Linked DNA regions of Mus musculus: all the other regions are linked to region 4. Evidence: chromatin contacts called from public promoter capture Hi-C data. All regions are on one chromosome and are shown on one strand. The core of a region is the stretch at or near the end of the contact, and the rest is flanking DNA. Distances in the headings are between cores, read along the strand shown. Region 1 holds the start of Donson (downstream neighbor of SON). Region 2 holds the start of Scaf4 (SR-related CTD-associated factor 4). Region 3 overlaps Scaf4 (SR-related CTD-associated factor 4). Region 4 holds the start of Cfap298 (cilia and flagella associate protien 298). Region 5 holds the start of Atp5o (ATP synthase, H+ transporting, mitochondrial F1 complex, O subunit). Region 6 holds the start of Dnajc28 (DnaJ heat shock protein family (Hsp40) member C28). Region 7 holds the start of Ifngr2 (interferon gamma receptor 2).

Evidence for each region. Promoter capture Hi-C pulls out the DNA fragments that hold promoters and counts their contacts.
Region 1: a contact with region 4 is called in a promoter capture Hi-C map of pre-B cells, with 5 times the contacts expected there. The contact joins the promoter of Donson here to the promoter of Cfap298 in region 4. A contact is called at or near these places in 6 of 39 promoter capture datasets (the C10 cell line, hippocampal neurons, liver and 3 more), 1 of 484 Hi-C or Micro-C datasets (cortical neurons), 2 of 115 datasets of contacts at active chromatin or transcription factors (memory CD8 T cells and thymic regulatory T cells) and 2 of 9 other capture datasets (adipose tissue and liver).
Region 2: a contact with region 4 is called in a promoter capture Hi-C map of second pharyngeal arch cranial neural crest. The contact joins the promoter of Scaf4 here to the promoter of Cfap298 in region 4. A contact is called at or near these places in 15 of 39 promoter capture datasets (the 3T3-L1 cell line, the C10 cell line, the HPC-7 cell line and 9 more), 2 of 484 Hi-C or Micro-C datasets (embryonic stem cells and muscle stem cells), 10 of 115 datasets of contacts at active chromatin or transcription factors (T-cell acute lymphoblastic leukemia, astrocytes, cardiomyocytes and 7 more) and 2 of 9 other capture datasets (adipose tissue and pancreatic islet).
Region 3: a promoter capture Hi-C map of hippocampal neurons shows a contact between it and region 4, with 4 times the contacts expected there. The contact joins the enhancer-like site here to the promoter of Cfap298 in region 4. A contact is called at or near these places in 4 of 39 promoter capture datasets (3T3-L1-derived adipocytes, cranial neural crest, hippocampal neurons and 1 more), 1 of 484 Hi-C or Micro-C datasets (cortical neurons), 2 of 115 datasets of contacts at active chromatin or transcription factors (epiblast stem cells and large pre-B cells) and 2 of 9 other capture datasets (adipose tissue and liver).
Region 5: a contact with region 4 is called in a promoter capture Hi-C map of neutrophils, with 5 times the contacts expected there. The contact joins the promoter of Atp5o here to the promoter of Cfap298 in region 4. A contact is called at or near these places in 3 of 39 promoter capture datasets (erythroid cells, neutrophils and pre-B cells), 2 of 484 Hi-C or Micro-C datasets (B cells and CD8 T cells) and 2 of 9 other capture datasets (adipose tissue and liver).
Region 6: a promoter capture Hi-C map of liver shows a contact between it and region 4, with 4 times the contacts expected there. The contact joins the promoter of Dnajc28 here to the promoter of Cfap298 in region 4. A contact is called at or near these places in 6 of 39 promoter capture datasets (the C10 cell line, hippocampal neurons, liver and 2 more), 1 of 484 Hi-C or Micro-C datasets (liver), 2 of 115 datasets of contacts at active chromatin or transcription factors (microglia and stem cell-derived neural progenitor cells) and 1 of 9 other capture datasets (liver).
Region 7: a promoter capture Hi-C map of hippocampal neurons shows a contact between it and region 4, with 2.8 times the contacts expected there. The contact joins the promoter of Ifngr2 here to the promoter of Cfap298 in region 4. A contact is called at or near these places in 3 of 39 promoter capture datasets (the HPC-7 cell line, hippocampal neurons and pre-B cells), 1 of 115 datasets of contacts at active chromatin or transcription factors (embryonic stem cells) and 1 of 9 other capture datasets (adipose tissue).

Annotation. Positions count from the first base shown.
Region 1 is chr16:91,686,592-91,690,466 of GRCm38.p6, reverse strand. It overlaps Donson (downstream neighbor of SON), which reads left to right and starts at 1,739. Exons shown (of 10, transcript NM_021720.1): 1 at 1,739-2,060; 2 at 2,592-2,672. The coding sequence starts at 1,755. Cryzl1 (crystallin, zeta (quinone reductase)-like 1) reads left to right here. Exons shown (of 13, transcript NM_133679.2): 13 at 552-1,145. The coding sequence ends at 651. Gm10785 (predicted gene 10785) reads right to left here and starts at 1,569. Exons shown (of 6, transcript NR_040389.1): 1 at 1,187-1,569.
Region 2 is chr16:90,283,032-90,287,148 of GRCm38.p6, reverse strand. It overlaps Scaf4 (SR-related CTD-associated factor 4), which reads left to right and starts at 2,646. Exons shown (of 20, transcript NM_178923.4): 1 at 2,646-3,146. The coding sequence starts at 3,117.
Region 3 is chr16:90,250,531-90,254,486 of GRCm38.p6, reverse strand. It overlaps Scaf4 (SR-related CTD-associated factor 4), which reads left to right. Exons shown (of 20, transcript NM_178923.4): 8 at 2,037-2,230; 9 at 2,504-2,612. Among named protein-coding and RNA genes, the nearest start is that of Sod1, 32 kb to the right of the region's middle. Within about 2 kb of position 2,111, at least 7 of the 459 cell types and tissues checked have an H3K27ac peak or open chromatin away from gene starts, as enhancers often do. A contact at or near this core is called in hippocampal neurons, where this site is marked.
Region 4 is chr16:90,932,991-90,937,100 of GRCm38.p6, reverse strand. It overlaps Cfap298 (cilia and flagella associate protien 298), which reads left to right and starts at 2,252. Exons shown (of 7, transcript NM_026502.2): 1 at 2,252-2,519. The coding sequence starts at 2,381. Synj1 (synaptojanin 1) reads left to right here. Exons shown (of 32, transcript NM_001164483.1): 32 at 1-1,004.
Region 5 is chr16:91,929,310-91,933,229 of GRCm38.p6, reverse strand. Atp5o (ATP synthase, H+ transporting, mitochondrial F1 complex, O subunit) reads left to right here and starts at 1,600. Exons shown (of 7, transcript NM_138597.2): 1 at 1,600-1,710; 2 at 2,826-2,876. The coding sequence starts at 1,675.
Region 6 is chr16:91,617,201-91,621,084 of GRCm38.p6, reverse strand. Dnajc28 (DnaJ heat shock protein family (Hsp40) member C28) reads left to right here and starts at 2,086. Exons shown (of 2, transcript NM_138664.2): 1 at 2,086-2,327; 2 at 3,706-3,884. The coding sequence starts at 3,731.
Region 7 is chr16:91,545,391-91,549,637 of GRCm38.p6, reverse strand. It overlaps Ifngr2 (interferon gamma receptor 2), which reads right to left and starts at 2,579. Exons shown (of 7, transcript NM_008338.4): 1 at 2,406-2,579. The coding sequence starts at 2,475.

The DNA of each region.
Region 1 (3,875 bases), core at 490-2,989, 750 kb before region 4:
GTGTGTCTCTCCTTTCTCCTTCCCCTCTAGCCAAAGAATTTGAAATAATTCAGAGCTTGACAAGGTTGTTTAAATTGGGATTTTATATCAATTATAAAGTAAGAATTAGATAAAGGGACTGAGTAGTATATTTTTTCTTTCAAAACCTAAACACTTTTAGCCCAGTGTTGTGGCACACAGCTGTATTCAAGGCACTTGGAAGGCTAAGAGTCATGAGTCTGAGGCCATACTGGGCTAGCTAACAAGACAAACCCAGTTTTAAAAAAGAAAGAAAAGGGGGGAAATTACTACTTCTTTAAGCCACAGAAATATTAATGAATGCATTTGTAATTTCTGTTTGGATTTTTCTTTTTAAGATAGCTATCTAGCTCAGGCTGGCTGACCAGCAACTTGCAGAGGTTCACCTGCCTCTGCCTCGCCAGTGCTGGGATTAAAGGCTCGAGCTGCTTGTGTTAGATAAAGGAAAATAAGCAAATGTGTGGTCTACTGCATCCTGCGTGCTGTGCTCCTCTGTGCCTGTGCCTGACATCTCGAATCATTTCCCTCCTCAGGCCTCTGCTCGATGAGCCCATCCCACTGTATGAGGCAAAGGTTTCCATGGAAGTTGTTCAGAAAAATCAAGAAAGAAAAAAGCAAGTCGTTCAATTTTAATTCTCTTCCCTGATCTCAGTCGGATGCACCCACACCAGTGGGGGAAGCCAGTTTTCTTTGGAAATTGTTGAGAAAAACCAAGGACGATAAAGCAAGATTTTATATTTTTAAGCCTGTTTTCCTGCCACAGTAAGATGTTTGGTTATTTGACATATTTGAAAAATACTTCCAAAATTAATGTGCAAACAATCCAGATAATTTTTTTACCATCTGAAGGGGACATTCCAAAAGCTTCTTTTAGTTATTGTATCTGTACACTTTGCCTCTGCTATAAAATTCTTTCCATTAAGAAAACTGCTTTCAGCAAAAGCTACACTATTCTAGCAAATACATCTGTCACATGCTTTTGCTATACCAAACGTCATTTGATTTTGTTATCAACTTCATTCTCAACACCTTCCTTAACAAACCGTTGATGCCATTATTTTAGCATTTGTACTTTCCGACTTCAAAGTATCTAATCCACTGGCATTTAAAATGTTTTTAAATATTCATTCACTCTGAATTTCTCCGAGATCATACGGAATCATAGTACCTGGTCCTGTAGTAGTGACGGCATTTGCATAGAGGGCTGCGGTGGTCGGGCACTGGGGACAAGGGTGGAAGAGTTGGCCTGCGGCTAGCCTGAAGCTGGCGGACATTTCCCCCTCGTGGGTACTGTGTTGAGCTCGGCCCATCACCGTCTCTCTCAGAATGATATTGCGGCTTCTCACGGAGAGAAGTAACTGCCCATCACCACCAATCAATGTGTTGTTTGCTGTGCATTCATGCTCCGTACCCGGGGCTGACACTACGCCCGCTGCCGAGTTGGTACTGTTAATCCCTTTTCCGAGCCCTACCGGGTGCCGCGCGCCGCCGTCGCGTTCTCAGCGACGCCGACCTCGCAGCAGGAGAGCCGCGAGCTGCGCGCGCCCGGCCGGAAGCGGCCACCGGGAAATCTGTTGGGCGGGGCGGCACGGCCTGGCACGCATGCTCCGTCGGGGCGGGCCCGTGGCGGGGCGGGGCCTCAGGAGCCTCCAGTCCGTGAGCAGCGCGGGGTCTGGGCGGGGCCGGGGCGCGCGGGAAGCCCCGGCAGGGCTGCGGAGCTGCCTCGGTGCTGCGCAATGGCTGTCTCGGTGCCCGGCTACTCGCCTAGCTTCAAGAGGCCGCCTGAGACCGTGCGGCTCCGCCGGAAAAGGTCTCGGGACCATGGTGCCGCCGTGCCCGCCTCACTGCCGGAGCCCGCGCCCCGCCGCGCCGCGCTGGCGGCTGGGCTGCCCTTGCGCCCCTTCCCGACCGCCGGCGGCAGAGGAGGCGCCGCCGCGACCATCGCCCGCAGGAACCCTTTCGCTCGCCTGGACAACCGGCCGCGAGTCTCGGACGAGGCCAGCGAAGAGCCGCTCCGCGGTCCTCAGGGGGCGTCGGGCCCGGTGAGTCTCCGCGTCCCGCAGCCGGGCGTCAGGGGTGGGAATGGGCGCGAACAGCCGCCGCAGGCTGATGTCCTGAGCTGGGGCGGGGGAGGGGGTGGCTGCCCTCTCCTGTAAGAAGGACTTAGGGATGGATACCCAGGAAGGTGGCTCGAATAGTCCTCCGAACTGTGATGGAAAGCCACAGAATCTGCCTTCTCACCATCCTTTCAAGACCTTTTTCTCAGGCACTTGAAATTACTGTGGACTGTTGAAGATAAATCGGGTCAGAATTTACAAATGTTGGTTTTACTCATAAAGCTTTTTTGGAACTTTTGGTCTAAGATTTTTGTATCAGTTATTAAATGCGTCAAAGTCTGGCCTTTCCTCCCGTTTAGATAAGTTCAGGCACAAATCTGCAATGAAACATGGTACTGTATGGATGTGAGCTCCCACTCACTCTCCTGAGAACCTGGTGTGCCAGGTGAGCCCTTACATAGTTCACATTCCCTCATCGCTTAGGTTTTAAAAGGACCACTCTTTTCTTAACCTCAGCTTCTAGATTCTAATGAAGAAAATAACTTGCTGTGGGAGGACACATCATCTCATGAAAGAACTGGCACGGAACTGTCCCAGGTACTTTTAAAAATTACATTTCTAGTTTGTGCCACAATTGTGTGTGTAGAGGCCAGTCCCTCCACTGTGTGAGTAGAAGGATTGGACTCAGGTTGTCAGGCAGGCCAGAAGCAAGTGCCTCTACCTTCTGAGCCATCTCAATGGCTCACTCTAGGAAATACTTTCAAAGGGCTGAATATAATGTATATTCTAATAAACATACTTCTCAAAAGCTTTTCTCTTGAAAAAATGAGTTCCAGGAATGAATTCAAAGTCTGGGACTGAACCTCAGTTTGTAAAATGCTTGCCTAATGTTCAAAGACCTCAGGGCTGGATCCCCAGGAATTCCATGAATTACATGGGACATGATGCTGTACACTTAGAGCTGTCTCACTGGAGTGAAGGAGGGATTGCCAGGCCTTTGATAGCATCCTCAGATGCAGAGACAGTTGAGGCCAGCCTGGGACACATGAGAACCTTCTCTGAGAAGAAAAGAGAAACTTGAGAGTGATTATTTCTATACAGGTGTTTTGATACTAGACATGGGCTCTGGTGGCCAAAGCCTGCTTTGTGCTGGGGATCAAGCTCAACACTTCCCACAAGTTGAGAAACAGTCTGCCCTCCCTTGCTCATAGTTACAGGTAGATGCATTTTTCCCCACTGGGAACAGGCTGAGAGTGCCCAAGATTCATGCTAGTGTTCACATAGTCAGCTTCTCTGACAGGATCTTTGTATGATGTTCCCTAAGGAAGTCCTTCTGGAGTGGACAATACGGACTTGTGCAGCTAGTTGACTATAATTGTTTTTTCTTTGTATTTTTTTTAAAACTGAAGGTAATGTTTTTAAAACCCTTTAAAAGTTCTACCAAGATGGCTAAGCCTAAAGAAAGAGCTGTTGTCTCTATACTATTGTCTCAGTAGTTCTGAGCCTTACAAGATACTTTTTAAATACTAAGAATGTAAGTGGGCTTAGAGGCAGAGGCAAGTGGATCTTTGCATTTGAGACCAGCCTGGTCTATAAGAGTGAGTTCCAGGAGAGCAAGCGCCATGCAGAGAAACTCTCTCTTGGGGGGTAGAGGATGGGTACTGGAAACATTTCTACTTTGCTGTCTGTAGTATAGAAATATGAAAACTCAGAAGTGAGCCAGGACCCTCCAGCCCCGCCCCACCTGGCTTTATTCACTTATGTCCTCTCGGGTCAGTTCTCTTCCTCCGACTCAAACTG
Region 2 (4,117 bases), core at 1,397-3,896, 650 kb after region 4:
AGAGAACTGCTTGGCGACTGTCCTCTACCTACCACGTAATGCGTGCTTTGGCAGGAGGGTGCCGGTGCTCACAGGATTTAATAAAAAAACAAAAAATGACTGATACAGGATTCAGCCAAGAATACAGCAAACAAGTGAGCATGCTTCTTTCACCTTCATACAAACTGTTCCCTTATCCCAGAGTCCCAGATATCTTCTCAACTTGCTTGTCAATCTCTCTTTTCCTGCCTTCGCCTTCTATCCCGAGCATTGTTTGGGGTTTGTCCTCAGCACGCTGACCAATGTGTAAGATAAGTTTCTGGATACTAAACCGACATCCTCAGCACTTTTTTAAAAAAAAGATTTATTTATTTATTATATGTAAGTACACTGTAGCTGTCTTCAGACACCCCAGAAGAGGGCATCAGATCTCATTATGGATGGTTGTGGTTGCTGGGATTTGAACTCAGGACCTTCGGAAGAGCAGTCTGTGCTCTTAACCACTGAGCAGTGATTTAATTTTTAATTGCTATGTAATAGACGTATTTACCGGGTACAGTGTGGAACAGAAAGTGTACTATAGCCGGGCATGGTGGCGCACACCTTTAATCCCAGCACTAGGGAGGCAGAGGCAGACGAATTTCTGAGTTCGAGGCCAGCCTGGTCTACAGAGTGAGTTCCAGGACAGCCAGGGCTACACAGAGAAACTCTGTCTCGAAAAACAAAACAAAACAAACAAAAACAATGAGTAATGGTTAGCTCAGGGTGAGACAGCCATTAAAGCAATTTTGTATTATTTATTTATTTATGTATGTCTTTTAATCGAGGGTTTTGTTTTGTTTTTTTTCTGTTCTAGAATTTGCTCTGTAGACCAGGCTGGCCTTGATCTCTGAGATCCACCTGCCTCTAATCCCAGAGCAATGGATTTAAGGTGTGTGCCACCACCGACTGTCTTATTACTTCTCTGTGTGGATGATATATTCAGGGTCCTCTCTATGGTTACTTTGAACTTTACTATTAATTCTTTTTTTTTTTTTTAAGATTTATTTATTTATTTATTATATGTAAGTACACTGTAGCTGTCCTCAGACACTCCAGAAGAGGGAGTCAGATCTCGTTATGGATGGTTGTGAGCCACCATGTGGTTGCTGGGATTTGAACTCCTGACCTTCGGAAGAGCAGTCGGGTGCTCTTACCCACTGAGCCATCTCACCAGCCCTACTATTAATTCTTGTTAACCACAGCTATCCTATGGAGAGGCATTTCCTGATCCTTACCCTGTCGGAGTTGAACCCACAGCCTTGGTTAGGGCTGAGATTTTTCTTTTTCTTTTTTTTTTCCGAGACAGGGTTTCTCTGTATAGCCCTGGCTGGTCTCGAACTCAGAAATCCACCTGCCTCTGCCTCCCCAGTACTGGGATTAAAGGCGTGTGCCACCATGCTGGGCCAAACACCTTGTTCTTAAACACCTCTGCTCCTTGTCTGTCTGACTTTTCAGCTCCTGTTAGCTGTGCAGTATTGAATCCCAGGTATCTACCTCCTCTCAGCCATTTTCCTGGACTTTACCCATATCGCAAAAGCCCTCAGTTAACTATCCCAGGGACAGCTCAGATGGCTAGAGCCCGAAAAGATAACCGTCTAGCCAGATAAACTTGGGCATGGTGGTTAACTGAACTAGGCTGACTTAAATGAGGACACTGTTCATAGGCATTGACAAAGATTAGCCATTACGCCCTCAAACTCATTCCTTCCTTAAATTATTACCAAGTTGACGCAAACCCAGCACTCATGTCCTTCAAGAAGCAGTGTGCATCTTCCCTCCGGAACACCATTCTGTCTTTCCTCCAGTGCCTGATACCTTCAGCCTCATCATCTCCAGGGCCCGAAGCCATGCTGTTCCTGGCCCCACTTTCTTCCGCATGCATACTTTGCAGGATGTCAACCTGCATGATGCCCCCTTAAGAACAAAATCCTAACTCTGCTAGGATCTGGTCTCGGTAGGGCCAGTTGCTTTCCCTAAGTACCAGCCGGTTGTCCTCCAAGGAGAGGTGATAGCACAGCGCGCAAGGTCCAGAGGGCCCCTCCTTTCTCGAATTCTTTTAGGATGCTCGCCCTTTTCTACGGGAAGTAGTCCCCAACTTCCAGTACGAGTCAGGCCTTCTAGCTTTTATACTCATGCTCCACAAAAGTGAGGTTTCTACAGAAAAACTTTCATTTTTCACACACCCAACAGACAGCGGTCGCAGCGCGCGGCAGGCGGTGAGAACTCAAGTGAATCAGAACACACTTCTGCCGAGAGCGACCCAACGGGGTTTGGGGAGATTAGCGTTAGGGGTTCAGGAGCCCAGTCCTCGGAAGTTGCTCAGGGCGTCCACCAGGTCCGCACGCAAGTCGAAGCAGGGGACTTGGAGACTGCAGACGCTCACCCTCCGCGCTTTGTTTGTCGCAGCAGCAGGGCGCAGTCCTGCCCGGACACAATGCACCCCGGGAGCCGTCGTCCGGATCCTGAGCCCAGAAGACGGGAACTCTCCGCAGCCGCAACCGGCGGGAAAGCGCGCGACAACGCGCGGTCACACGCTAGCGGCTCGGCGCCGGTGGGGCGCGGAGGGGCGGGGCGTGGGCGGAGCCAAGCACGAGCGGGGCGGAGCCGGGCTCAGGAAGCGCTTGGAGGCCCGAGCTGTCCCAGGGTGCTTCGCGCGGCGTGCACTCGGGTCGCTGCCGCCATCCTGCTGGCGAAAGAGAGGAGAGAGACAGAGAGGCCCGCCCGCTCGCCGGCCGGGCCAGTGTGGGCCAGTGCGTGAGGGAGGGCGCGGGGGGCCGTGTCAGCGCGACGCAGAGCGCAGCCGCCGCCGCCAAACGGACATGTTGGAGCCCCGCGCTGCCGCCGCCTCCCATCCCTCCTCCGGCGCACGGGACTGAGCAGGGGCCCGCCGCCTCTGCCTGCGCTCGACCGGCCCAGCCTCGCCGCCTCGGCCGCAGCCCCTTCCTGCTCGGCCTCCGCCGCTCGTCGCCTCCCGTCCTCCTCCCCCTCCACGCCCAAGGGCCCTGCCGGCACCCGGCCCTACTCAGCCGCCGCTCCAGGTCTAGGTGACCGGCGGGCCCGGAGCAGCCGCAGCCGCCGCCGCAACGCGCGCGAACATGGACGCCGTCAACGCCTTCAACCAGGAGGTGAGGAGTGCTTGGGGTTAGGGCTGGTGCGGGCCACGCCGGGGCCGCTTCTCTCGCTGCCCGAGGGCTTTCGAGCACCGAGTCCGGGCGGGGACGCTTCCTGCCCCGGTTCCGGGGCAGCGGGCCTGGAGCCGGGGAGAGGTCGCGGCCACCGCCGGGGGCTGACCCCGCGCCCCTCCCCCGCCAGTGCCCCTTCGCCCCCTTCCGGCCTGTGCCGACTCCCGCTTCTTCAACGTGGCCCTTATGCTGCTCCCGGCCCCGTTATCGGCTTTACGGGGCCGGGATCCCGCCAGGGGCTGCAACGGAGCGCTCGGCCGACTCAGGGGCGGGAGTTCCCGCGAGTCCCGGGGCCGGCGTAGCAGCCGCCTGGGTTCTCCTGTTGCTCAGGCCGCGGCGCTGCGCGGCGGCCGCTGGACTCTGATCCCGGTTGGCGGAGACTTAGAGAGGGTGTCTGCCCTCCCACCTCCTGGATTGACACGCTCACAAATGAACATAGAGCGGTAGTTCCCTTGGCCTTTCTATCTAGAACGTGCCCTTTCTGTACATCGTGACACCTAAAAAGTTGAATGGGAGAGCAAAGTGTACGCCCCATTTAGTCCGCTAGTAAGGCTGCTTGGGTCTCCACCTGCTCACCCTCGCACCGCCCTCTCGGGGTACTTAATCCTCAGCTCCCTTCCTCAGGGACATTTACATGTGAAAACCTCCCCAAACCGGGAACAAAGCTGCCTGCCGCCTTAAAGCTCTCTAGTTGTATCTCTGATCGTTCCATGTGCTGCTTAGGGGCATAAAGTCCATACTATCTTATTTATCTGAATGGATGTGGGAGGAGGAGACGACCACTGATGCTTTAAAACGCAGTTACAGAGTGGAAACTATTGTGAATTAAGTTGGGGTATGTTTCCCGTTTCAAATACCACTGAAGGAATCTGATGTCATAGTTTGACACGTGTTGATGTGGTGTCAGAACTTGC
Region 3 (3,956 bases), core at 862-3,361, 680 kb after region 4:
CAGGGGCTTCTTCAGGAAACAGTTCTTGGGGGAAAGATCATGTCCAGGGCCCACTTACTTGACAGGTCGATCTGCTACACTCCTGGTCTACTGATTAAATGACGTGGTCTAAAGTATTTTACCCCCGCATTAATCGCAGTAATGTCTTTATTAGGGTGGACCTGACAACTGGTGCCTATATTAGATATCCAGGTTGACGCAAAAATTACCCATCACAATGTACCTGTCGAGTAGACAGTACTCTAAATGCATCTCTTCAGCTCTCAGATGTGCTGAGAGTTTCTCCTGCAGAGAGTTCATTTACTTTAGTGAATGGATTTCTTTGTATAGGCTGTTAGTACTTTTTGTTTCATTCATACTTGCATTTCTAGTCTTTTGGAATCTCTGGGTAGTACTGTTTGTCATTCTCCGCAGCATCTGCTGCTGTTACTTTCCCTCTTACATACAGCAGTGGAAATGCTGAGTAAGACCACGGCAGTGGTTTTACCTGAAGGAGTTGTTTGCACAAAGACATTTTATGCTGGGGGTAATGGCATGGGGTGTGTATGCTGTGTGCTCTGTGCTCCTCATTGCAGTGAAGCCTGTTTTACACTAGACACTGGGAACACTTACTCAGATCTCTCGACATCTTCCTCTAAACCACCAGAAATTATTTTTTTAATTTTTTAGATTTTTTTTGTTTCAAATCTTTTTCCATATCAATATATATGGATATTAAAACTGAAAAAAAATGTATCTTGTTGTTACCACAAGTTAGTACCTGAAATACAGATTATATTCAGAAAATACTAATTGCTCTTTTATAAAGAAGTTTACTGCTTTGATGATGCACATCTTTAATCCCAGTACTTGAGAGGCAGAGGCAGAAGCAGGCAGATTTGAGTTCGAGGCCAGCTCACTCTACAAAGAGTGCCAGGCCAGCCTCGACTGTTACACAGAGAAACCCTATGTCAGAAAAAGGAGAAGAGTTTTTTACTATGTCACCAAACACTCTTTACACTTGTTCTGTGTAATCTGTTGTCTAAGGAAAGCCCTTCCTCTTGTGACTTAGAAATCTTTTCATAACGTACACTGGAGCTTGAAGGCAGAACAGCACAAGAAACGTGAGTTAGGAACCTGAGGTGTAAAGCCATGAGTTTAGTAGGCATAGCTGGAGAGAAAAGTTAGCTGATGTCCTGAGCCTTATCTATGTAAAGTATGAAATCAGGTCTGTATCACAGATTTTATTATGATTACAAAGTGTATAGTCTCTCTAAAGGGAGCCACAGTAACTGTTCAGTGCATTACATTTCCTTAAAATAAGCTTAATTTTTTTAAAGTTATGATGGGAGTGAATTACGTATGGCATGGTTCACATGGAGGTCAGAACAATTTTGAGTAGTCTTTTTTTTTCCCCTTCCACCTTTGCTAGGGTTCTAAGGGTGGAATTCAAAAGGCTTGCAAGACAGGCAGCTTACCTGCCAACCCATGAACTTACAGATTATATGGGTTAGGTTTTTTGTTGTTTGTTTTAAGAAAAGTTTGGGAAAATTTGTATGAGCTGTGAAGTTTTAAGAAAGAAATTTTATAGTAAAACTGCTGAAATGACTGTTGGCCCTGTCCTACCCCATATATTTTTTTCTTTGATTATATTAGTATATTCTCGACTGGGCAGCACATGGGCATATGTGTTTATAGGGATAGGGTAAAGTCTGCACTGTAGCTGCCTGAAAGCATACACCTATTAGCCTGTGCACAGAGCTCCAGAAGGCTAGCCTAAGCAAGTGGGTGTTTTACATAAGTGTACTCATAAACTTACTATGAAATAAGCAAAAAAGAACACTGCTTTCATCATTGGAAAAGGAAAATAGAATTTAAGTTGTATTTTTTTCTAACGTGCACTTAGTCAAAATTGCCTGTCTTTAGACCAAGGCCCCCAGAACATGCAGGAGAAAAAGAAATTGTTTATAGAGCATGGTAGGGGCTCGTGCAAACGTGTGATTTCTGTAGTTTCTCTTTTAGTGACTCAGTCTTTGTTTTAAAATGGAATATTGCAGAAGCTGCTTGATAGATTCGATTACGATGACGAGCCAGAAGCTGTGGAAGACTCAAAGAAAGAGGATGCTGCAGCCATCAGCACCGCAGCCCTTGCCACGGCTGCGCCTCCTGCACCCACTGCAGCCACACCTGCTGTTGCCACGGCTGTGCCTGTGCCCTCTGCTACCTCTCCCCCTCCTCCACAGACCCCATTGTGAGTTCTTCCTAATGCCTTGAAAGTTGTATAATCTAAGCACCAGTTAGGATAAAAACACATTCCAGTACAGTCTTTGTTTTAAAAAATTATATTAAAGAAATTCCTATTGGGAATAGTGTCCTTATCAGAGTTAGAATTTTAAAATGTGGCATTTGTGTTGTACTAAATTTGTTGATTGCTTGTTACTCCAGAGTGACATTCTGTAATGTAAATGTGACTTAGGGCATTGAGTGCTTTGAGTGAGTAATGAAAGTGCTCACCTCATTTTAGTGGGTACCCTGGAGATGGCGTGCAGCAGCCAGCATACACACAGCATCAAAGTATGGACCAGTTTCAGCCTCGAATGATGCCAATACAGCAGGATACGATGCACCATCAGGTACCGGCATTTTTCTTTTTCTTTTCTTTTTTTTCCATGTTTACATTTTATTCCTCTTTTGTTTGTTTGTTTGTTTATTGTTTATTTGAGACAGGGTTTTTCTGTATAGCCCCAGCTGTCCTGGAACTCCCGCTGTAGACCAGGCTGGCCTCGAACTCAGAAATCCACCTGCCTCTGCTTCCCAAGTGCTGGGATTAAAGGCATGCGCCACCACTGCCCGGCTTCCTCTTTTATTTTTATTAGATATTTTCTTTATTTAGATTTCAAATGTTATCCCCTTTCCTGGTTTCCCCTCCGAAAATCCCCTATTCCCTCTCCCCTCCCCCTGCTCACCAAACTCCTGCTTCCTGGCCCTGGCATTCCCCTACACTGGGGCATAAAGCATTCACAGGACCAAGAGCCTCTCCTCCCATTGATGACCAACAAGGCCATCCTGGGCCATTTTTCTTGTACTGACCTTTTTGTACTTCTGAGCACTGCTGTTACTGCACAGTTTGTGAGGCGAGCTGCAGCTCCAGTGGAGGCTGTGAAGTGGCTACTGTCTTGAGTTGCTTTTGATTTCAGTTACAGGGTTAGAAACATGACATCTTCATCTAATAATAATAGGTGTTTTCGTTAAAATAATTTAATAACATTGACCTTGTAAAGAAACCTCCTAGTCACACAATGTTTCCTTTGCTAGAGTCTCTTTCCTGCATGCTGTGATGATTGGATACTATAGAGAGCTTTCCATTCTTAGTGTCAGTTGTGTTACTAGTCACACCAGAGGGTTACAGGAAATTCTGTAGCTTCGCTTTGCTATGAATGGAAGACCATTGTTTTTTTCTTTTGTACTTGTTTCTGAGATGACGCCTTGTGTGAGGATCTGTCTCCATTTGTAGATCAGCCTGACAACTCTGCTGTACACCATCATGCCTAGCAAACACGGGTTTTTGGTTTTTTTTTTTTTTTTGGTTTTTCGAGACAGGGTTTCTCTGTGTAGCCCTGGCTGTCGTGGAACTCACTCTGTAGACCAGGCTGGCCTCGAACTCAGAAATCCACCTGCCTCTGCCTCCCGAGTGCTGGGATTAAAGGTGTGCGCCACCATGCCCGGCCCAGGTTTTTTTTTTTTTTAACGGAATCAAGAAACCACTTCTTGCAGCCATTTTTCCTTCTAAGATCGTAATTACTGTTAAAAAGTTGAAAGAAGACCATTTGCAATCAAGCACCTCCTTGGCTGAGGTTAGCTTGTCATTGTCACCTTGTACATAAAGCTGCACCTTAAATCACTGTTCAGAATTCTGGATGAGTTGCAGAACTTTCAAATATGTCATATTTGAATATGTAATGATGGTATAGAAACCG
Region 4 (4,110 bases), core at 1,003-3,502:
CAAAAACAAAAAACAAACAAACAAAAAAAAAACAAAACAACAAAAACATAGTATTTTGATATCATTAGTTAAGCCAGTCAGAAAACTCCCTAAGCTATTGTTTGGTCAGTTGGTTGTCAGTCAGCTGAAGTTAAAACATCCTTACCCATTAAGACTTAATGTTCTCTTTATATAAAAAGAGAGTTATGTGCTTACACCCACGTTCCTACATCTACCTACCTGAACCTTTAAAGATGTGTATTGTAAGATTAGAAAGGACGTATGGCTGCCCTCACCTCCGTGTAAAAGCACAGCAGGCTGCATCGCACTTCTCTCCTAGAGCAGATCTGTTAGGACAGAGCACCTTTGCAAATGCTCAGTGTTATCACAATCCTGTGTTTATAGAAGTAACTCTGCTGCAGCCATCACTCGCTGTTAGCAATAACTCTTGTGAGTTTTAGATCGTGCTTGTTGGGGTTCTAATCATTTCAACAGTAGTAGCTTTTAAACTGCAGTATTACTAGAGCAGTGTGCTTCAAAATGTGAATTAACTTGTTGAGATTGTGGCTGTAACATCTGTGTGAGTAGTGTGTATGGTATCCACTCCCCATTAGCAAGCTAATCCACTTTAGAAAACTGAAGCAGTGTGGATCGCAGCCCTGAGCAGTGACTCCCTCAGGTGTGAACCACTGTAATGTCTGCAGAGCAATAGCTCTGCCTTGTCAGGAAGTCTGGTAGCTGCTGAAACGCACAAAGCAAGTTAAAGTTTGCTACAAAGAACTCGACATCGTGTGTATTTGCCAGGTCTGGTCAAAGCAGAAAACAGACACTAAGAATCTCTGTGAGTCTCTGTTCTCTCTAGTAGATTGCTGTTTATATGTATGTAAGAGGTTTATCGCTTATGTGGCATACAGTATTTATAACTATATACTTTATAGAAGTACAGTATTAAAGTTGCTGGTATACATTCTGTACATATCTTGTGAGATGTGCTGTCATATGAAATAAATATGTCTTTATCACCAGCTGACTTCTTTACTCAAAAGGGAAGAGGTTTTTTTTTCTCTCTATGCATGTGTGCACTCCCACATTCGTGTGTGTGTGTGTGTGTGTGTGTGTGCACATAATACATGCAGGGAATAAGAGGTAGTTTATTCTGAAGCCAAATTTGAATGAATGACCATGACAGATTTGGGTTACCCCAAATTCCATGTTCACAAAGTTTTGTAGCTCTCTAAGACAAAGTCGTAAGTCATGGCAAGTTTAAAATACATTGGTGGAAATGCCAGAGAGGCATATACAGTAAGACGAAGTTTTTCTTTAGTTACCAGATGCTATTTGACGATATTCTTAACTTTTGGGTTAGTGAAAGCTACGTTTATAGATTTCAGAGCCTATATGCAAGTTATTTCTGACCCATAGGAGGGCAATGGACGTCTGTTCTAGGAGCTATAGCTAACAGAGACAAGGTAATCAGTCTGGACCCGCAGATTCACAGCCTCTCCACATCACTGCTGTTTTTATTACACAGCTTCTTTCCAGGAATTTCCATTGGCAAGTAAAAAATTTAATGTGCCATCACCACAAACAAACAAAAAACCCTCACCATTTAGCGAAACTATGAGTTTGAGATCATTTCAAAGCACAGGTTAATTTTCTTTGCTAATTTTCTTTACTCCTCTATTTGATTTTCTTCCATCCATTTGTTTTCTCTTTATAACACTAAAATGGGATCCTCAGCTGTGTCTGAGCGCCCTGGAAGAACAGCGCTGCGCCCGCTTGCCCTATCTGAGATTGTGGGGGACCGAGACTCCATGGGACGGGCGATAGACAGCTGTGGAACTAAATGAGCTCTGCACAGCAGCAGCGCTCCCCACTTTTTGACCGGAGACCCAAAGCAGAAGGCATTTCCGGAAGCGATCCGTGCCTGCGCGAAACCAGTCTGAGTTTGGCGGCGGCTATGCTCCCATAGTGCCCAGCGCTCGCTCTCATTCTTAATCCAGGAGTCGCCATGCTCCTCCAGCGGACATCTCCCGAGTCCCCGGACCGTCCGCACAGGCCTCTAGCTGTTAGTTTGGGTTTTGGTTGCCCGGGCAACAGCTACTTCCGGGAGCGGCGACTGTGCGGCCCGCACAACCTGTTCTTCAGCGCCTCCGGCCTTCCAGGCGCGAGTTCTAACTGGGCACGAGCTCAATGTTTGACTGTTGCCCCTGGCAACAGCCACTTCCGCGAGCGTGCGCCGTTTTCTTCATCCCTCCGGGCTGAAGCGTGAGCCGCGTTCCACGGTTCCTCCTCGGAGCAGCGGTTAATCTCAGGCTGGTGTGGGTCCGGCCGACCCGGCTCGGGCCTCGTGGTCCCTGCCCCGCAGCCTTGCCACCTCGGCGGCGCCTCTGGCGCAGCCATGGTTGTGCTGCACGTGAAGAGAGGCGACGAGAGCCAGTTCTTACTGCAGGCGCCCGGGAGCACGGAGCTGGAAGAGCTCACGGCGCAGGTGGCCCGCGTCTACAACGGGCGGCTGAAGGTGCACCGGCTCTGCTCAGGTGCGGAAAGGGAGGCCGGCGGCTTCGGGGTCAGGGGGCAGCGCCCGGGGTCGCGAGGATTTGGGGAGATTTGCCGTAGCCCGGGGTGGGAAAGGAGCATCAGGGTTGACCGGGGATGAAAGACCAACGGCTGGAGGAAACCCAGGCTCGCCAGCCAACCGCCGACTCGGAGGAGAGCAGCCGGGATGCCAAGTGAGGCTGAGCTAAGCCGGGATTTGGGCTTCCGGGAAGTGCGAACGTACTGGGTCGAAAGGTGGCGGGACGGAGCTGAGGGATCGGGGACGGTGGGAGTTGTCAAGGGTGAGGGTGGAGTGAGTGGTGGCTGCAGGGAAGGGGGACAGTTTGAGACGCTAAAAGCCCTGGCCCTTGAGTCTCTTCGCTTTGAAGCCGCCCATGAAAGTTCTCACCGGGAGAGCCTTGGTGTTGTTTTCTGTCTCCTAGGAAACACATGATTTTTACATTATAGAGAACGCCTTAAGACCCGTTTTATATATATAATCAAACTTAACTGCTTTCAAAGAAGGCTCAATATTAAATGACATATTAAAAGTAAAACATTTAGGGGGTGGGGGGAACCTCCGGGTCTTTAACATCATAAACCGAAAGTGTGGGGCAGCATGTAAGAACTGCATGGGTGAGCCAGGCGGTGGTGGCGCACGCCTTTAATCCCAGCACTTGGGAGGCAGAGAGAGGCGGATTTCTGAGTTCGAGGCCAGCCTGGTCTACAAAGTGAGTTCCAGGACAGCCAGGGCTATACAGAGAAACCCTGTCTCAAAAAAAAAAAAAAAAAAAAAAAAAAAACAAGAATTGCATGGGTGAATCTACACAGAGGTAGGCACTGAAGCAAATACCATGGAGGATCACTGCCCCTGGCCTGCGCCTCACGACTTGCTCAGCCTGCTTTCTCATACCACCCAGGACCACTTGCCTAGGGGTGATACCACCCGGAGAGTGCTACCCCCCCCCCCCTTACTGTCATTGAGAAAATGCCTTACCTACAGACTTGCCTACAAACAGTCTGAAATAGACATTTTCTCAGTTGAGGTTCCTTCTTCCTAGATACGTCTATGTTCATGCCAGGTCAACAAAAGCCAAGCAGAACCAATTGCTTCCTTGTCAACACCAATCGACATATCACCATGAAACCATAACCCTCTCCTTTTTGTTTATCCCCAAGACCTTATTAATATGGATATCTCAATATAAAACAAATTCCAACTTTCAGAAGTTCCACAGGCTTTTAAATTTTTTCACTTTAAAAATGCAGTCTCTTTCAAAGTTCAAACCTCTCTGTAATATCCATTACCGGGCACCTGTAAAAAGACCTAATCTCACTCCAAGAGGGAAGACCATGAGCGCACTCGCACTGGAAGGAGAACTGAAGTGCAGCCCTGTGAAGCTCGCTGTCAGAGGTGCGGGACTCAGGGTCTTCTCCGCTCCCTCTGCTCTGCAGGGCCCACAGAACACATCTCACAGGCTGAGGCTGGCTCCACTCCGTAGCTGCTGCTGTCCTTGGTGGTCATCCCATGGTGTTGGCATTTCCAAACTGCCGGAACCGCAGGCTTCCCCTTACCAATGGCACCGATTGCCT
Region 5 (3,920 bases), core at 351-2,850, 1.0 Mb before region 4:
CCCTCCCACATCAATCACTAATCAAGAAAATGGTCCCCAGACTTGCCTACAGGCCAACTGGGAGAGGCAGTTTCTCAGCTGAGGTTTCTGTCTAACTCTCAGAGGTATCTCTAGTATGTGTCAAGTTGAAAAACTAACCAGTACAGCCTGTGAAGGCAAACAGGTTGATTTTTTTTTTGATACCTTGTTGAGACTTGGGATATAAAACAGCTGTCTACACATGAGCAGTTCCATAAGATGTGATCAGTGCTGAATACGCTTTTCATTAGGCTTACGTAAAAGCATTTTGCAGCAGTGGAGTGAAGTATCCACACACAGCTAGTGAGAGTGTAAGCCGAAGAGAAGCAGCTCTGCCTCATGTGCCCATGTGCTCATGCTCACTTGTCAAGCTGCTCGATCAACTTTTAAATTCTACTTTTGAAATTATGAAAAAGTATATCTAAAGATACTCAGATGTGTATTAAAGTAATATATTAAAGTAATATAAACCACGTGAGTTATGTTGAAAAGTCATAGAATGGTTAAGTTATAGAATCAAAGTAGGTTATTCTGCAGCTATGGACATGTTTATTAAAGTGCCATAATTTAGAAATTTGCTTATACAAAATGTATTTCTGAGGTTGGAGAGACAGCTCAGCGGTTGGGCACTGGCTGCTCCTGCAGAGGACCTGTGCTCAGTTTCAGTACCCCCTGGCACCTCACAACTGCCTCTAACTCCAGCTCCAAGAGACTAGATGTCCTTTTCTGGACTCTAAGGCAACAGGCACACATGGTACACGTGAATATATGCAGGAAAACACTCAAACACATAAAACAATTTCTAAAAGAATGTATTTGCAACCCATATAATTCTGTATCCATCTTCCCTCATATTAAAAAGTAAATTATATATAGATAAATTATATATAGATTTTGAGTCTGTGGGTATAAAAAGCACAAACACGGGCTGGCAAGATGACTCAGCAGTTAAGAGCACTAACTGCTCTTCCGAAGGTCCTGAGTTCAAATCCCAGCAACCACATGGTGGCTCACAACCACCGATAATGAGATCTGACGCCCTCTTCTGGTGTATCTGAAGACAGCTACGGTGTACTTATGTATAATATAATAATAAATCTTTGGGCTGGAGCGAGCAGAGATCCAAAAACAAAAATTAAATCCCCAACAACCACATGAAGGCTCACAACCATCTGTACAGCTACAGTATACTCATATACATGAAGTAAATAAAGAAATCTAAAAAAAGAAAAAAAGAAAAAGCACAAACACACCTGTCAACTGTCCTATGTAATCAAAATATGGCCAGAAGAGCCAAGAAGTGCGCCCGGGTAGGTTCACTTTTGGTTTTTGTTTTAAGTAAAGCCTGAAGCATTGCCACAGAAGCACACTTGGCAGGTTCAAGACGAGTCAACGATGTTGACGATGCATGTGCAAAGAGTTTAAATCTAAACCTAATTTCAGACTTAATTTTCTGGTTCCGGTTCACGAGTCCAGCCGGACCGCGGCAGGTACGGACTACAACTCCCAGCATGCAAGAGGTTCTTACCCACACTCCCGGGCTCCTGACGCGTACATTTCCCAGAAAGCCGAGCGATCACGCTGGCGCGCGCGCGTGCGCTCTGGCGCCAGTAGTCTCTTTTCATTTGGGTTTGACCTACAGCCGCCCGGGAAAAGATGGCCGCGCCTGCAGCGTCCGGACTGTCTCGACAGGTAGAAGCTGGCGGGAGGCTCCCTCCCAGGGTTGCGGGTCCCCGGCTCCCATCGCCGCGTGTGAGGCCGTGGCTGAGGGGTCAGGCAGCCCGCCCAGGGTCGTGGGGCCCGGCGACTGCAGGCAGCGTGGGGCGGATCCGCGTTTCGTCCCCGTGGGGAGTGGGCACGGATTTCTCTGTCTTGACCTTGACATCCAGGACTCACTGCATAGCGGAGCAGCTGGCAAGGGCATGGGAGAGAGCACTGGGGAGAGTACATGCCTGTCCTTGCTGGTAAACCTAAGGGCTGCCTGCTGCTTAGGATTTTGAGTGTTGGAAAAGCGCATCCCCTGTGTTTATAAAGAAGGGGGGAAGGGCTAAACGTCTCCCCTTTGGCTGGCAGCTGGTGAGTGATGGCGAGCTTGCAACAGGCCAAGTCCAGCAGAACCTGGAATTGGGTGGAAAAAAATACGTGCCTGGGTCATCTGCCATGATAATTTTGTATCGACAGCCGTCATGGTTTTCATCTGCACCATACAGAATTATTACTAAGGCGTTAGAAAGTTTTTTAACCCTCATAGCCAGTTCCAATCGAGTACATTCTAGTCTAGAGAGAGTAGTATATGACTGTGACCTGTGCCCTCGCAAAACGCTTTTTAAACTGGATTCCAGGCTGCTCCAGTGACAGACACAGTGCCTGAAGCCTGGTGCTGTATCAAGAGATCTTTGGTCTTAGATAGCATTTCAGTTCCTAAGCAAGTAGGTTTCCTTGAATTAAGACTGGACTCATTTCATGTTCATTAAAGTTTTTCTCAAAGGTGATGTAATATAAATCCTCCGCTTTCATAAAGCATTCTTCCCAAATGTGATAAAGCTCTTAATTATTTTGAAAAATTCCACTTTGGGAAGTTAGCAGCTTTTCTCTCTCAGCTATCCAGGGAGGAAGGTGTTGGGAAGGCAGTTTCTGGAGGGATTTGGGGTGATTCTCAATAGGGAGTGTATAACAAAGAGCAGCTCCCACTCATATAACCTGTGTGATGATAGAAAGGAATTGCGCAAGTATTTGATTAGATTATTTTAACACATTGCTAAGCTAATGCAGAAACCCTGTCTGATCTGTTTTCTTTTGTTCTAAAGGTTCGGAGCTTCAGTACATCTGTGGTCAGGCCCTTTGCCAAGCTTGTAAGGGTATGTCAGCTTACTTATTTGTGTGTGTGTGTTTGGAAAACAATGAAAGAGTGAGTTGAACAGAAATACGTTGAAGTGTGTAATTAATAACCTTGGTCTGCAAGGGTGGCAGTTCCCAGATGAGTGCCTGGGTGCAGGGGATGCTGTTGGGCGCCTGTCACACAGGGTGGGCTCAACCCTAGACTTTAATGTTCTAAAAATAACTTGTTTGGGCCCAGCAAGAGCTCAGCAGGTAAGGGCTGGATGGCAGGCCTGAGGGTGTGAGTTCAATCCCTGGAACCCGGAGGGGGAAAGGAAAGAAAGACCTGAAAGTTTTCTGTTCTGTTCTCTGCGTGTAGTGCGTGCGCGCGCACACACACACACACACACACACACACACACACACACACTGTATGTATAAAAGACTCTTAAATTGTTTTTCCTAGCAATCGTCCATAGACAAGCTAGCCTTTCATTCTTTTTTTTATGAAGGAACTGTTTCTAACAAAAGAAAGTGAAGTGCCCAGATTCTCACACAGTTGATACTCTGTGGCAACTCCGAGTTGCTCAGATGTGAGGCCTGCTTGCAGCCTGCACCTTGTTTCCCCAAGCAGAATCAGTACTGACAGGTACCATTCCCAGGCACCAAGAGTCTCACCATTGATTGCAGAGGTCTATTGGCCTATTCTTTTTAAACCAGAAGTCTGACTGACCTCTGGCCCAAGACAGATTGAAGTATGGCTGCACGTGCATTTATTCTATAGTTCATTGTTACTAATTCATGCATGGCAGAATCTGAAGATATCCTGGGCTGCTGTATGCTCTCGGGCAACCAGGCCAGTGATCTGCACTCATGGTCCCCTTAGGAATAGCAGAATACAATGCTCTAGGGACGTTGGGTGGAACTTACAGCAACACACGCTACGCTTAATAACAGCACCAGATTCCTTCAGCCTCTGTGAGTGGAGCCATTTTATTCCTCCTGAGAACTTCATAAAACACCATGACCGTGATAGGGACACATCCACATGTGCACTTCTTACTGCTGCCCCTGCATTGCTAATC
Region 6 (3,884 bases), core at 837-3,336, 680 kb before region 4:
CAATCCAGGACGTGGTGGCGCACACCTTTAATCCCAGCACATAGGAGGCAGGCGGATCTCTGTGAGTTTGAGGCCAGCCTGGTCTACAGATAGAGTTCCAGGACAGCCAGGGCTAGGACTACACAGAGAAACCCTGTCTCAAAAACTGTCTGCAGTGTTACACTGCCGCCCTGCATGGTCGAAGGGACGGTTGGCAGGTGGGAAGGAAATCCCATGGGTTAGGGAAGCCACTTACATAGAAACCAGCTACTAGAAGTCTCGGTGACCCCATGACCTGGAGATTAGAATGTTCAGTTTGACCTCGGTACTCAAGATTAACAACAGAGGACATTAATGCTCTAGCTCTTTATTTCAAGCTAATCTTCCACCCGTTTTTTAAGTACCAGCCTTGCCCTACAGTAGCTGATACCAGGTCTCCAGAGGAGAATCCATGTGTCTGGTTGCCTGAAATCAAAATACGCCTTAAAATAGCAGAGGTGATAATAGAAGGCGGAGGAGTCGGCAGGGCATGCTGCCACACCCCTTCCCAGGGGAAGAGGAAACCATGTCTCCGTTCTCCCTGGGTCCCAAACCCAGGGCCATTCTGCCAAAGCTCACTCTGGGCAGACATCACTAGGCTTCCTTACAGAGCTTAGCCAGCCTCCTGAATTGCCTTCCCTGGCCTATATACCCAAGCCCCTCCGCCAGCCACTGGCAGTTAAGGCAGATTTGCATACAACAGGTGGGAGCAGTGGACCCAGATGAAGGTTGTGCTGAGTCAGCAAGCCCGGGCGATGGGCTAACACTTTTCAGGCAGCACAGCCAAACTCCCACAATGCTTGGCTCTCATGATGGTCACAACAGAATACTATTTAGACACATTGAGTGTGAGCGGCTACTATATACACATTAGTTATTCAAGATTGAGATAGCCCAACCTGTAAAGACTCTACCTTCATTCAAGCTTGACCACCAGGATCCACACGACAGAAGCAGACAACCAACTCCACCAGTAGAGACCACAGCATACAAAACACGAAACTACACATACAAAACATAACCGGTGTAATAAGATTTTCAAAGCCAGATGTGGCACGCACCTTTCATCTCAGCGCTTGGGAGGCAGAGGCAAGTGGGTTCAAGGCCAGCCTGGTCTACAGAGTTTCAGACTAGACTGGCCTCAAACTCACAGAGATCCACCTGACTCTGCCTTTATATGCTGGGATTAAAAGTGTGCCGCTAATTTTTTTAAAACTGTATCTTTAGGATGGAGTGCGGTGACATGTCTTTAACCATTCAAGAGACAAGAGGCAGGGAATCCCAGCACTTGGGAGGCAGAAGCAGGTGGATTTCTGAGTTCAAGGCCAGCCTGGTCTACAGAGTGAGTTCCAGGACAGCCAGGGCTACACAGAGAAACCCTGTCTCAAAAAAACCAAATAATAATAATTAATAAAAATAAAATAATAAAGAATAAAATAAAACCAAAGACACATTTTTCCCTTCTTTTCCAACCCCTGGCTATGTGCGGTGCTCAATGGGGTGAGGTATCGTACAATACGCAGAGCCCTGACAGAACTTGCCTTGCATGCATAAGCCCTTGGTTTTATATCCCCAACATTCCATAAACAAGTAGCAATTTTACTGTGTAATCCCAGCACCTGGAAAACGGAAGCATGGAGGATGTGCAACCCAAAATCCCTCTTTACTACATAGCGAGTGTGAGGCCAGCCTGGGCTAAGGGAGACAGTGTCAAAAAACAAGAGCCATCCACCCAAACAAACTTGGCTGGGCCAGGCAGTGGTGGCGCACACCTTTAATCCAAACTTGGTTGAAGGAAAGACCATCTTTCTAGGCTTAAAGAAGCCTACTGACGGTGCAGGTGTCCCATAGAGGCAAACGGCCTAATCTTCCTCCATTTAAAACAATTTACTGAGGTCAGTGCTCTTCAAATTACATACACGTTGGGGTCACAAATCTATCACAAGCCATAACTCCTCTCCAGGCCCTAATGCCTCTACTCTGCACCTGCCGGAGAACTACATTTCCCACAATCCAAATCGGCCGAACCCTGCCCTCGAAAGCGGGTAGAGGCGGGGCCTATCGCCCCCGGCACAACAACAAGCGTCCAGGGGAGTCTGTCCTCTGTTCCGTGGGGGATGGTTTTATAAGAAAGAGATCGCTGTCCCTGGTGAGGGAAACTACCTGTCGTAGTAAGGTATGAAGAAAGGCTCTGCAGTGTAGCGCGGCAGAGGGTCCAGTAGCCGAGACAGGGACGGAGCGGGCCACGCGTGCTGCGCAAAGGCGCAGCTTGAGCTTCGAGCCGCTGAACCCCCATCACGTCTGTGAAGGTGAGTAGGGGGTGCAGCGGACCGACACTCTTCTGAGGCACCCCTCACCACGGTGAGCATAACCACCGGCATCCCAGACAACTCTAAAATCCACTGACCCCTATATTGTGACATCGGGCTACCATGACTTCTAAAACGCACCTTACATTCAAAGGATCAGTAATCCTCCAGTAAGTACTCCGTTGCCTTTCGTCAGTGTTCAGTATCTTTTTCCACAGGACCATGCGTTTTTAAATACAGCAAAAGCTCTCTCACCCTTTATCGCCCTTCCTTGCCCTGGCACCTAGCAAATAGCGAGGTGCAGACCTTAAAGTCGCTTGCATTCTTGATTCTCAGTCCCATCTGGTGTCCCACTGAGTACCGGTCTGTATGTTCCCTGTTTGATATGCAGCAAGTTAGATACTTGGAAATGGTGACGACCATTCTACACTGTATGCAAAACAAAACAACAACACAAATTGTGCTCAGGGAAATGTGTAATTTGCTGAGTATAGCTAAGCCAAGTGTGGGGCTTGGATGCTCTCCTTTAGTCCCAGCACTCAGGAGACAGAGGCAGGCTGACCTCTGTGAGTTCAAGTCCAGCCTGGTCTACATAATGAGTCCCAGGACAGCCAGGGCTATGTAGAGAGACCCTATCTCAAAAACAAACAAGCAAAAAGCAGTTAAGCTTTACTGTGCCCCAAACCTAACCATTTGCAGTACCTGGTAATGTAAGTTCTTTGGTTAACCTTAAGAGTTGCTTAACCTTCTGGACCCGTTTTCTTATAAAATGAGAAAATTAGGTTAGATGAGTTTTAACAACTTTCTAGATCTAAAATTCTGTGCATTGGATCCGGGCGGAGGTATGCATGTCTTTAATCCCAGAACATGGAAGGCAGGGGCAGGTGGATCTCTCTATGTTTGAAGCCAGCCTGGTCTCCAAAGTGAGTCCAGAACAACCAGAGCTACACAGAGAGAAACCCTGTCTTCAAGCAGTAGACTTCAGTTCCTGTCACACTATGTGATAGCCAAACATCACTGTCATTTTCTAGCTGCACCAAGAAAAGTCATAGATACTTATATATTCTTGTTTAGCAACATTGTTACAAAGAACTGACTTTCTTTTTTATATACATATGGTGTTTTGCCTACACTATGGCTGTGCACCATGTGTGTCCAATGCCTGAGTGGGCCAGAAGGAGTCAGACCCCCTGGAACCAGAGTGAGAGACATTTATTAGCTGCCATGTGGGTGCTGGGAACCACACCTCAACCCATTCTCTTGCCCCCAAGAACCAAAGCTTACTAAGGACATGGAACCCATACCCTTACCTGGTTATTGATGAAAAGAAAATGACTGATAGTACAAGTGTATCCAACTGCTCTTTGCTGTTTTGTAGATCACTGTTAAGAATTCCAGATACAATGATAAACACAGTGTGCATGAAGACCACTCGGATCTTGAGACTGCACCTAACAAACGCTTCCTTGATTCCTCCTGGTATAAAAATGCTTTCAGACCCCAGATCCAGGATGATATCAACCCATGAATCCCAGAAGCTGAGAGAATATTACAGGC
Region 7 (4,247 bases), core at 1,330-3,829, 610 kb before region 4:
TATACAGAGAAACGCTGTCACGAAAAACAAAAACAAAAACAAAAACAAAAGAGAGAGAGAGAGAGAGAAAATACACACAGCCCTTAGCAGCTTGTCTCAATAAATGGGAGCTAGGATTATCACCTATCCAATTACAAGACAGTTCCACCTGAAGAGACAACACCCAAACAGGAAATTCCCTAACACCCATTGGTTTGGATATTCCTTCAAACACACACATACACACATACACAGATACATAGACACACACACACACACAGAGTTACACACAGACACAGAGACACACACACACATATACACTCACAGACACATAGACACACACACAGTTACACACACAGAGACACACATGCACACATACACTCACAGACACACATACAGATACATAGAGACACACAGAGTTACACACAGAGACACACATGCACACACAGACACATAGAGACACACACACATAGAGTTGCATACAGAGAGACATACACACAGACACACACATACACGCACACACTCACATGCTCACACACGGCTACTCCACAGTACAAAGAGCAGCCATGGCTACAAGCAGAAGCCTTGATCCTTCTGTGCAGGAAACTGAATAACTAAAGAGTCTCATGCTATCAATTATTCTTTTTTGTTTTGTTTTTATGATCTACAGCAAATGGCTGCCACCTAACAAAGCAACAGAGAGTAACTCCAGCCTGTTTGGGGTACAGTATTGATATGCTAGCCTTGACTCCCTGGAGCGTTTTACAAATGTTCCTTTCAAAGCCTTGTTTCCGGGGCTGTGAGATGGCCCGGTGGTTAAGGGCACTTGCTACTCTATTAGAGTTCTAGCCCCAGCAGGGCAGCTCAGAACTATTTATAGCTCCAGTTCTGGGAGATATGATGGCCTCTTTTGGCTTCCGTAAGCACCAGGAACTCAAGTGGTGCATAGACATACATAGACATGCAGGCAAAACATGAATATGTTGTTAAAAGCAATTTTATGATTCCTGAGGGCCATTCATAACCTATGGAACAGTTATGGGAATCTTCTCATTACCTGTTGGCCGCAAGAACAATGTCAATATTTTCACTCTGCACTGTGACTAAAAGGGTTTCTTTTAAACATATCCTAGTTTTTCTTTTAAAAAAAAAGTGTGAAAATTTCGCGTTAAGAGTGGCATGAGAGTCTAAGAAATTTACAAAAGGCTACCATTTTCAAAATATCTAAGGATCCAATTTGTTGTTAATGAGCCACAGACCACGACTTTTGTGGAGCATAATAAAAAGTTAATCATTAGAAAAATGTCTGTTGTAAAGTTTCTAAATACGCCTATCAACTTCTGAACACATAGTTCACAGACATCTCAGACAATCGCAGGCTCTCCTCCAAAGGAGACCTGTGTGTGTGGGTGTGTCAGACACAGATTGCTCAAGGCAAAATGGGGAACATCAGAGCCAGGGTTTAAAGTCTTTGTCTGACTCCAGGAGAACAAGTTAACTGCGTAACCCACTCATCCTCCTGTGCTCCTCTGCCCTTAAGGAGAAAGGGAACTTAAGGGCCTTTGCAGGGATGCTGACAGAGGACCAACTAACTCCTCAACACCACTTCCAATGGGAGGGAACGTCCCAATTCGTAGGCTTATTTAACTAATGGCCAAACTATAAAAAAAACAAAATAAACAACAACAGCAAGACCCACTGAGTAAACCAAGCCGGCCCGGCCGGCCAGAAACTTCAGGACCCCTTTTTCTCATCCTGAGTTCTGTGTTTTCACAAGGGTGCACCCCACTACCACTGTGGACTCCAGATATCCAAGCTTTGATATGATCTCTGCACGGGAAAGAACCCAGCAAAATATAATCACGTAGGAAGAATGTTCTTGGTTAGTGATGTCTTTCTTTTGTTGGTTTTGATGACTGGCTCATAAATACAGTCAGGTTGGTGACAAAAGTGGGAAGTTGAACCCCGGTAAAGGGCTGTGTGGGCGGAGTAGGATAGAGCTGAGATTAAAAGTGTGCCTCAGCTGACCCTCTGTCCCCATACACTGGAGGGGACACAGGCATTTCTGCTCCCCATCTATAAGATCCCGAGGAACTGAGTACGAGGATTTTATAGGCTGCCCAGACAAATACTGGTCCTGCCCGTCAGCTGATCTCCCTGGCACCAAGGAGCCAAAGACGAACTGGGCTCTCCACCTCCAGGCCTGGAATTCCCCGTGGTCCACGCTACACTCACTGCAGCTCCCTCTTGCAGATTCCTCCTGGTCGGTGCCCCGTCCGATCGCGGTCACCCGCAGATCGGGAACGACTGCAGAACCCCACCCTGTGCCGGGTGCAAGCTCCCGGAGCCACCCACGCGCGGACGCGACACCCAGGAGAGCCCGAGGAGTCGGGGGTGGGGTGGGGGGTCTCCTGGGTCGCGCTTACCTGGCGAGGACGCCGCGGCACCGAGCCCACAGAGCAGCAGCGACGGCAGCCACAGTGGCAAAGGCCGCATGGCCCGGGCGGCCCGGGACCGCGGGGTGGACGCCGCTCAGACTCGCACCGCAGCGGCCATGGCGAGCCGAGCGCCCGCCTCTTCCCCAGCCTAGCCGCAGAGCCGCCTCGCCCCGCCTGCGTCCCGCCCCGCCCCCACCGCGCCCGGCCCCGCCCCCGCCCGGCCCGTGGGGACTTTCCCCGGTGTTCCCGGGAACCGCGGCCCCCGCAGCCCAGCACACAGCCCCGGTGACTCCGGCCACACCTCGCCGAGCCGACCTCCAATGTGTGGCCAGAGATCTCTAGTACCATCCTTCTGGAGAGACCCGTGGACACCCATCCCCACCCTACCCCACCCCACTTCGGACTCCCGCCACGTACGATTTAAGGACCCATTTATTTTGAATTCTGTTCTCTTTAATGACCGGAAAGATCGTGCTAAGCTTTGAATCCTTTTAAGCAAAGGGCTACTTAAGGGTATAGCAGAGAGGACCCTCTAGGCCGTGGTGTCACAGAGGAAGAAAAGCTAGAGGAACTGTACTGGTTGCTTAATAGTCTGTGGGTTTGGCCCTCTGTGGCTGTGAAGCTACGAGGAAGTGACCCCAGAGCAGGGCAGGGATAGGCTCCCAGCCTGAGCCTTCCCCAGTGGCCAGCCTGTTGGCAGAGACGTTCACACCTCGGCCACAAAAAAGGGGGCAACGAAAGGAATGGTTAGAGGGAGACAAGAGTCAAAGAAAGGGGTCATCGAACCGCAGCTATTGCTCCTAACCGCTGAGGCCTCAGTCTTAGGAAGCCACTTTAAACTGTAGTTGAAGCTGGCCTTGAACTTCACAGATCCTCACATCTCTACCTCTCAGGGGTTAGTCGTGGGCCCCCAAACCCTTCCCTTGTGCCTGTGGCTCCAGAAGTTGGCCTGTTATAAAAATACGTGATGAAATTATCTAGCAAAAATTTGAACTATGACTTGAGAATTTCAAGACCCAGAAATGTACTTACATGCCAAGGAGAAGAGGAGGGCTGTGGGGATCCTCTCAACAGGACGTGTTGAAAACCGCAGAGGAGAGAAAACCTAACCACACAGGCTGTGGATTATAAGTATACCCCTCTGAGTGCCCCGTGCCCTGCCCCCGGCATGTTTTATTTTTATGAGACAGGGTAAGGAAAAGGACTCAGCTAAAGCCACGAAGGACCTGTGATCACTAAGCTTTTCAGCCTGTGGTCTTGACCCCAAATGGTAAGCCTTTGGAAGTGCTACTACTGCCTCACCCCACTCCCTACCACACCCCTGTCTAGAATCTCCCTCCCTCAGCACAGTGCTAAGGGCATATTCCCTGGATCTGTACCCCATGCCTCAAGCATACAACCCCCCAAAGACAAGCGTTTCTCTCCTTTCCCCAAGGCAACTTTGTCAGGGCAAGGCCAGCTAGGTGCTGGCATCCACTCTCTTGCCCTTCCTGCCTAGAGGAACCCTGATGTCGTTGATAGCTGAGTCTTCTGTTGAGATCTGGCAGCTGGCAGCGGAAGATAACAGGAACTCCGGTCTGGCATTTCCTGTGTGTGTAGCACTCCTGGCTCTGTCTGTCCCTCTGAGCAACTGCTTTGATTGTGCTGTGTGCCGCCATTTCTGTGTTCTCTCTCTTACCTCCCCATTGCTTCTCCCCTTTGGAGGTAGGCTTATTGTGGACACAGCAAAAGACTAAACCTTAGGGTGTTTTATTTGCATCTTCCAAAACCATGAGAGCAAAGACTGGTCCCAGCACTGCATGAACACAATCACAATGCTTTCAAAAATAT